2 separate regions of the Mus musculus genome follow, and region 1 is linked to region 2. Evidence: chromatin contacts called from public HiChIP or PLAC-seq data. All regions are on one chromosome and are shown on one strand. The core of a region is the stretch at or near the end of the contact, and the rest is flanking DNA. Distances in the headings are between cores, read along the strand shown.

Region 1 (4,099 bases), core at 143-2,642, 550 kb before region 2:
CAGCCTGTGGCTTAGCTCCATGTGGGTTCTGGGGTTTTACTAAGCTCAGGTTTTCTGTCTTGGTGTCAAGTGCTCTTACCTTTTGAGCCACAAAGGAGAAAACTGTAAGAACCCCAAGTTAATACTGTCAGCACAAAGAATTTGACATTCAGAAAGTTGAAGAATTTATTATTTTCCCTGTGAAGACCACATGATGAAAAGAATATTTCATAAAACGTTACACTGTGAAGAGAGAGAGAAAAAGAAAAGACTGCTTCTACTCTGCATCGTTTCTTTTTGTTGTTGTTGTTGTTGTTTTTGTTTTTTGAGACAGGGTTTCTCTGTGTAGCCCTGGCTGTCCTGGAACTCACTTTGTAGACCAGGCTGGCCTCGAACTCAGAAATCTTCCTGCCTCTGCCTCACGAGTGCTGGGATCAAAGGTGTGCACCACCACTGCCCGGCTTTTGCAATGTTTCTTGCTGATAAGATGGAGCTCCTACAGGGTAGACAGGTTAGCGTTTGCTGTCATGGCAAAGGAAAGGAGAGATTCTCAAGGGACCTTGCCTGCTCTGACTCGGACACTATCCACACTCCCGGGGCCGCTCTGCAATGTCTCAGTCCACCAAGTTCAAAGTCCGTGGCATTTTCACCTTTCTGAAGGAAAGTCTGAATGATGTAATGGGCAAGATGGTGACACCCCCCCCCCAGGAAAATCAGGTCCTGACTCCAATTCTGATGCTAGAAAGTTGGGTTGTTTGTTTGTTTGTTTGTTTTAGTGTAGATGGTGATATCTAAGAAATATTTTAGAAGTTGATTTGCAAGACATCTGTTCTTTACACATCTTAACACCATGTCCCCATTCTGAGCCCTTCTTTGCCTAAGTCAGATGGAGATCCACCCTGTTCTCCAGGAGAGGACAATCCTATGATTTGTGTGCCTCCGCGGGTCCTGGATGCTGTGATAAGAGCAAACTTCACTGCAGAGTCATATGTTAGTCAGTGCAAACAAATAGGTGGCAATGGTCCCATCGTTGATATAGAACTGAAATTCCTTCAGTCTAGTGACGTGGTAGCTGTGGTAAAGTGTAACATATTACTCATGCATTAGTGGGATGGTTTTGTAAATACATCCACTGCCTGCCTGTCGTGTTAAAGCATTGCACAGTTGCATATAGTATGCAATACCTGACAATAACAGATAAAACAATACTGCTTTGTATATTCACTATATCATACCTTGTATTATTTTAGAGTGAACGCCATCTACTTGCTAGAAAAAGAAAAAATAAAAGAAAGTTATTGTCACAGGCTATGTGTGTGCGTGTGTGTGTGTGTGTGTGTGTATGTGTGTGTGCCACCACAGGAGTGGCCTGCTAATTCTCATTCCCCAAATTGCAATCTTGTAAGTTTGTCTTGTGTCTAGATTAATCTTGGGTTGTTTATTCTTCCCAGCCAGGAGAGCACAGGCTGCCCCATACTACAGTCATCTACCCCAGGTCTCTGCAGAAGGGTATACAATTCTGGTCACTGTGGCAAAATTACCTAAATGATGCATCTCTCAACACATGACTCCAGGGTTAATCAAGTCATCTGTGTGCCACGGACTGTATGGCTTCAATAAACATGCCATTCATTAAGTGCGTCTCGGGGAAACTCCCAAAGTTAGATGTGTTCGCTCAATCGGTTGGTTTGTCCAGGTCATTTTTTCTTAAGGTCATAAGGATGCTTACTGTGATTTTCAAGGACAATATTTATCTATGGGTATAAGTTCTTTTTCCAGCAAGACTGGATGTTACAGTTAATCCCATTTCACAGATTACAGTTTAGGAACAGAGTGTCTTGGTCATCCTCTCTCTGGAGGCTGGCTCTTCAGAGTCTAGCTGGCCCACTTTGTATGTAAACCTTGGCAAAGTTTTCCTTGGCATATGTTTTACACGTGTGCTGCTAATGTGGGTGCTGCCATCCAGTTTGAAGGTGCAGGGGCCAACTGGGTGGGGGTTGGGTGTGGGTGTGGAATCACGGGAGGGGTGGGGGTGGAGGGATATCTCAGTGAGCTAATTGTCCCATCCACACGAGTAGAGTGTGATGCTTCAATGAGGACATTGGTTTTCTGTAGTCAGGGGGCGGGTGCTTCTCCCCCGGACAATTTTCCATGATGGATTCTGCTGACGGCAGTTGTTCTTAGCTGCGCTTCTGTATTTTTGCATAGACCACCTCTGACATCGCAATGATTCTTTTAGGAAATATTAAGGAGGAGGACTGTGGTTCAGTGATAAAGCAGTCTCTTTATCACGCACAAGACCCCAAGTTTGCTCCCTACCACCAAAGAGAAGAAAAGAGACGAGGGAGATTAATATCGTTGAAATAAATGCCCCCTCAATTTGGTCCCGAACTCTTTAAAGGCCTCTTGTAAAAATCTGACTACATTTTATACACGTGTTGATATTGTTTTTAAGTCAAATCTGTTCTTCCTCACTTTCCCTACCTGTTTTGTGCTCAGATATCGCTTGCTGGGGAAGGCTAAATAAGCCTACTCTGTGCAAGGGGTTATTTTTAAAGCTTGCATCTTCCTTACCGTAGCACTAACTGCCAGGGAAATCAAACGCATAATACAGAAGTATCCCCGCGAGTTCCCATCCAGGCCCTGGCTCCTTGTGTTTTCCCCTTATGTTGGTTTGTTCTCCATAAAAGTCCCTCACGATGACCCAGAAGAGGTCTTGAGACAGTAAGCACAGTCATGTCAAATGGCCACTCAGGTTTTTTAATATAATTTTTTTTCTTTGGGGTGTATCTTTCCAACCTCATCTGCTGGCTCCCTTATTAACTAGATCTGTCAATGTCATTCTGTTTACTCAGCTAACTCCAAGGCTACAGGCCCTGCTCATCACTTGCTGTGAGTATTCATTTCGCTTTGCTAAAACCAATCCTGATTTATAGTAGAAATAAGGGACTCACAGGGCTGTTCATCTACTCTTTGAAATTATAAGCTCATCTGTCATGCCAGCACAATACCTATTTATTTTGACTTTTTATCCATTGGCTCTGCCTTTGCTCTACATACAGATTCCAACTACCAGCAGTGAGGGGACAAGCACACAGCTCTGCACTATCACTTGAACAGCCTAAGCTGGCTCACAGACGTGCTAGAGACCACAACGCAGGTGAACTTGGGAATCATGGTTCTGACACAAAATGAATTTCAGGACTAGCCAGTAAGCAATGGAGTTGAGGGTTTATTATTATTATCATCATCATCATCATCATTATTATTATTATTATTATTATTATTAAAGATAAAGAGAATCCTGGTCAGGAAAAGGGTGTGGGCTTCTCACCCACATTTAAAGAGTCACAGTTTATTAACAGACATGTCAGTAGATACTTTACACACAGATGCCTGTGTGTGGGCCTCTCTGGGGAAAACTGTATGGAACTGTCTTAGTATTGTACACACCATTTTGATGGCTTGAAGGCTACACCTCAAAATATGCCCAAGAAACTTTGGCCCTTTCTCTCTCCATCTCTCTGTCTCTCTCTCTTGATAAGTAAATTATACGGAGGCTCCAGGAGTGTTTTCCATGGAATCACAATCAGAAGCCACTAGGATTACCCAGCAGGGTTTGGACGTGACCTTCTACTGTAAGGGAGGTTTCTGGTGACATTCCAGGAAACTGCTGGGGAAGAAAGGCTTCCAGCGGGTGCTAACTGTGTTGGAATTCTTGCCTCTTGCCTGTCCAGAGTTTTAGCCAGACTCCTGGGGTTAAGAGGCCCTTTTTCTTCCCAGGTCCCTGTAATTTCTCCCTGCCTTTTTATCATCTCTCACAACAACCACTGTTCTTTAGCTCTGACAATGAAACTCATGTTCTGGGAGTCAAGAAACTGGTGTCCAGGGAGAAGGACTCGAAGCCATCTAAGTTCCCTCCTCCCCTTTCCTTCGCCACAGTCGTGGGAGGTCCCACAGCAGCAGGCAGTACATGCAGAGAGTCACCTTCACATACCTGCCTCCTCCTGCCCCTCCAGCATGCTCCAGACACGTTCCCTAAGAATAGTTCCAGGAACATGTACTCTGTGAAGACATGAAGTGATAGGTTAGAAAGAAGGAAAAGAGAAATTAATACCCG
Region 2 (4,094 bases), core at 1,117-3,616:
CCTGTGTACAGCATGACAGGACAGTAATGCCTGAGTGCCTGCCTCAATCACAGTTATTAGGTTCTTAGTCTGCCTCAGTTTACTGCTTTGTAAAAACAGAGTGAAACCGATACCCCATAAGCTTTCTGCATGTTTTTTTTAAAAAAGACTGTGTATGTCTGTCTGTCTATCTATCTATCTATCTATCTATCTATCTATCTATCTATCTATCTATAGGCAATCTTAAAAAGGAAGCCATAAATTTGAAAGACAGCAAGGGGGAAGGGTACATAGGATTTGGCGGGAGGAAAGGAAAGGGGAAGATAAAGTAATTATATATATAATTATATATGAATATATAATATGTATTATGCACATGAGGTAATTATAATCTATAATTATATAAATATAGAAAGGATTATAAAAGATTTGTTTTATTTTATACAAAACATTTTATTTTATTTTATTTGTTTTATATTTTATTGTTTTATATGAATGTGGCTGCCAGGGATTGAACTCAGCTTTGTCAAGCTTGGTGGCAGTCACCTTTACCTGCTGAGCCAGCTCATCAGCCCATGATCTATCTACCTTTGTAAAAATATGAAAAGGAGAAAACTGGAGCTGAAGATGTGACTTATAGGTTAAAAGCACTTGCCACTCTTTCAGAGGACCCAGGTTCAGTTCCTATCGCTCACATGGTGACTCACGACCATCTGTAACCCCAGCTTCAGAGGATCTGATACCCTCATCTGGCCTCCACGAACACCAGGCACTCACGTGGTGCACATACATGTATGCAAGCAAAGCATTCATATGTATAAAATAAAAATTAATAAATCCTTTCTTGAAAATCCTTCATTTTGCTGATGGGATATACTTGCATTTTAATAGTATTTTTTTGTAAAATTAAAAAATATTAGATTGTAATACAAAAGATGGAATCAACTCCTCTTGGTTGTTCTTTATATGAGTGCCTTGGTACTCAAGGACCTACCGATTGCTATTAAATAAATGTTTACAAATGCTTTTAAAATAAAAATAAATAAATAAAGTTGTGCAAAGCTTTGAGGGTTGTCCCAGGCAAAAGTCAACAAGACATTCATCCATTGTAAATTTAGTGATTATTTTTTTTTTTATTGATTTACCTACTTATTTGCTAAAGGAATTATATGTCATCAGTTTTTCAAGAATAGGTATAAACATTTCCCCTGGGCAGAAGCTACTGATGAATCAGCTACTGATTCACTAAAGGAATTAGTCAGTGAACAAATGCAGAAGGTGTAAAAGTCACCTGAGGACAACTGGCCAGAGTGCAGAGAGCGCGTGCAGGCTGAGATCCCAGCCGCAATAACTGTCTGTACCATCAACACCCCAGGGCTCAGGAGCCATCACAGAGAGGTGGGCAGAAAGTCGTAAGAGCTCAAGGCTGGGGAGAACCAGAGTGAAACAGCATCTTCTGAACATGGCAGGGCCGTTGTACTCACGATCACAGGGCAGCTGTGGTGCTTATGTAAGACCTGAACCAGATCAAGCTGGCCAACATTCCAGCACTGGGTGGGCAGGCATTAGTCAGCTCACACCCTTGAGGAGTCGTAGAGGGTTGATGGTTTCTGGGGGAGGAACAGTCAGGTCTTTTCAAGGGGATTGTCCTGGTGGGTCAACCAAGCTCCAGGAGATGGCCTTGAACCCATGATGTATGAGCAGAACAGATTGGACTCAGTGGGTTGTGGGAGGATAAGGGGGGAATCTGAGAGCACTTAGGAGAATAATGGGGGCAAATGTGGTCAATGCACATTGCATGAAGTCCTCCAAGAATTAATAAAAATGTGGTTTTTAAAATCACATGAATAATTGCATTAATTCAGTTTTCAGTTGTCATAAATGACCACCTTAAGGGGGCGGCATCTCTGCCAATGGGTTATAGGCACCCTTTGCTTCCTTGGCTATGCAACCTGAGGAAAGTGATGGGTTCTCATAGCTTCCAATCAGAAATGTTTTGAGAATAAAGCCTGCTAACACTTGAAAGCCAGAGTTTGGTGAGATGGAGAGGATCCTTTAAATGCTAAAAGCACAAATTTGCAAGCACCCATGCCAGCTCTGGATTGATTTGCTGGAGCTGACACCATGGGATGCTAAAGCTGTCCCCACTGAGGCCCCCTCCCCCAACCCCATTCATATCAGAGCCAGGGACACAGTAAATGATTGACATTTAAAGTGTCCGGATTTGGGTGTTGTTTTTACACAGTAGTCAAGGCTTCCTTTATTTAAGTCAAGCCCAGTCGTTATTTACGTTCTTATTTTTTGCTAGTAAAAATGGCGCTTGCTGGGGAGATGACTCAGCGGTGAAGTGGTTGCTGAGCAAGTGTAAGGAATGGGTTCAGATCCTCAAGGCTGTGTAAACACTGGGCATGGCTGTACACATCTACAATCCAAGGAAAGGGGGTAACCGGGAGGCTCTGGGGACTCGTGGGCTGCTAGGGTTGTAAATGGTGATCTCTAGATTCAGTGTGAGACCCTAGCCTAAGAACATAAAGTGAACAAGAAACTGAGGAAATATCTCAACATCAACCTCTGGTCTCCATATATAACCACACAGGTGAATAATGCCCCCATCCTCAACACACACACACACACACACACACACAGACATACACATACATATACACAATACACACACACACAGACATACACACAAACACACACACATATATACACACACATAGACACATACACACACATACACACAGACATACACACACAGACATACACACAAAAATAAACACATACCTACACATACACATAGACACACAGACACACACATACAAAAACACACACATATACACACACATAGACACATGCACAACACACTCACAGACACACAGACACATACATATACACACAGACACACACACTCAAAACAACAGATATACACACATACACACTCAGACAGACAGGCAAACACACACATATACACACAGAAACACACATATATACACTTACACACATATACACACAAATAAACACACACAGACACACAGAGAGACAAATACACACAAGACACACAGAGATACATAGAGACATACACAGACACACACAGAGACACATACATACACACATACACACACATACAGACACACAGACACACACATACATACATACATACATACTCACACAGACATACACACACACACACACACTCACATTCACACGACACACAGACACTCAGATACTTACATAGACACACACACACACACACACACACACGCACACACACACTGAAGCTTGGTAGTGTGAGCCTTAAGTTTCACAATCACTCCTGGTGGAGATGAGCACAAGATATGATTTAAAGAACTTGTCTCCAGCACAAGGAGAACATGGTCAGTGTGGAGAATACCTGATGGCATCTGACTTCCAGCCCAGGAGGCAGGTAGAAAGCATGAGGCCTGATGTCAGCCCCCTGGAGAGGAGATGGGGAGGAGGCAGGGGACAAACTAGTAAGGCTGTCTCTGCATCTGCAGCGAGCCTGTGTCTATCAGTCAAGGAGGGACCACGTCCTCAACACAGAGATTCAGCAGGGGATGAAACAGATGGTTCCTGTCACTTGAGGTCTCTCCAAATAAGTAAACCATGCAGTGTGTCAGACACTGACGGCTTCTCTGGAGAAAACCAGTGAAAGGGGGGAGGGGCTGAGAGCACCTGTGGTTTGCCAGTTTAGGAGGGAAGTCCTTCCTGAAAAGATAAGAGTGATTAATGACTCAAAAGCAGGGGGTAGGGAGGAGGGGAAAGAGAGAGGAGGGGAAGAGAGGGGGAGGGGAAGGTAGAAGGGAAGAGGAAGGGGAAGATAGAGGAGGAGATAGAAGGGGGGGTACAAGGAGAGGGAGAATGAGAGAGAAACAATGGTGTGTATGTTGGACACAAAAGTCGAGAGCAAGTGCCAAGGCTCCCAGACAAGAACATTTATGAGTGTTGAGGGAGCAGCAAAGACAGCCAAGTGGCAAACAGGGAGTGACTGGGGGTATTGCAATGGTGGGGCTCTCTGCCTGTGTGGCAGTCTGTGTCAAAGGTTGGCGGCTTAGCTTCACCCTGTTCATAAGTCTACAAGATGGGCATAGCTT

The links. HiChIP or PLAC-seq counts read pairs in DNA pulled down with a chosen protein or histone mark.
Region 1: a contact with region 2 is called in an HNF4G HiChIP or PLAC-seq map of pancreatic cancer cells. The contact joins two enhancer-like sites. A contact is called at or near these places in 1 of 484 Hi-C or Micro-C datasets (bone marrow-derived macrophages), 1 of 115 datasets of contacts at active chromatin or transcription factors (pancreatic cancer cells) and 1 of 9 other capture datasets (embryonic stem cells).

What each region holds. Positions count from the first base shown.
Region 1 is chr5:76,378,949-76,383,047 of GRCm38.p6, reverse strand. No RefSeq gene overlaps it. Among named protein-coding and RNA genes, the nearest start is that of Nmu, 17 kb to the right of the region's middle. Within about 2 kb of position 1,392, at least 8 of the 459 cell types and tissues checked have an H3K27ac peak or open chromatin away from gene starts, as enhancers often do. A contact at or near this core is called in pancreatic cancer cells, where this site is marked.
Region 2 is chr5:75,829,968-75,834,061 of GRCm38.p6, reverse strand. No RefSeq gene overlaps it. Among named protein-coding and RNA genes, the nearest start is that of Gm32727, 150 kb to the left of the region's middle. Within about 2 kb of position 2,366, at least 62 of the 459 cell types and tissues checked have an H3K27ac peak or open chromatin away from gene starts, as enhancers often do. A contact at or near this core is called in pancreatic cancer cells, where this site is marked.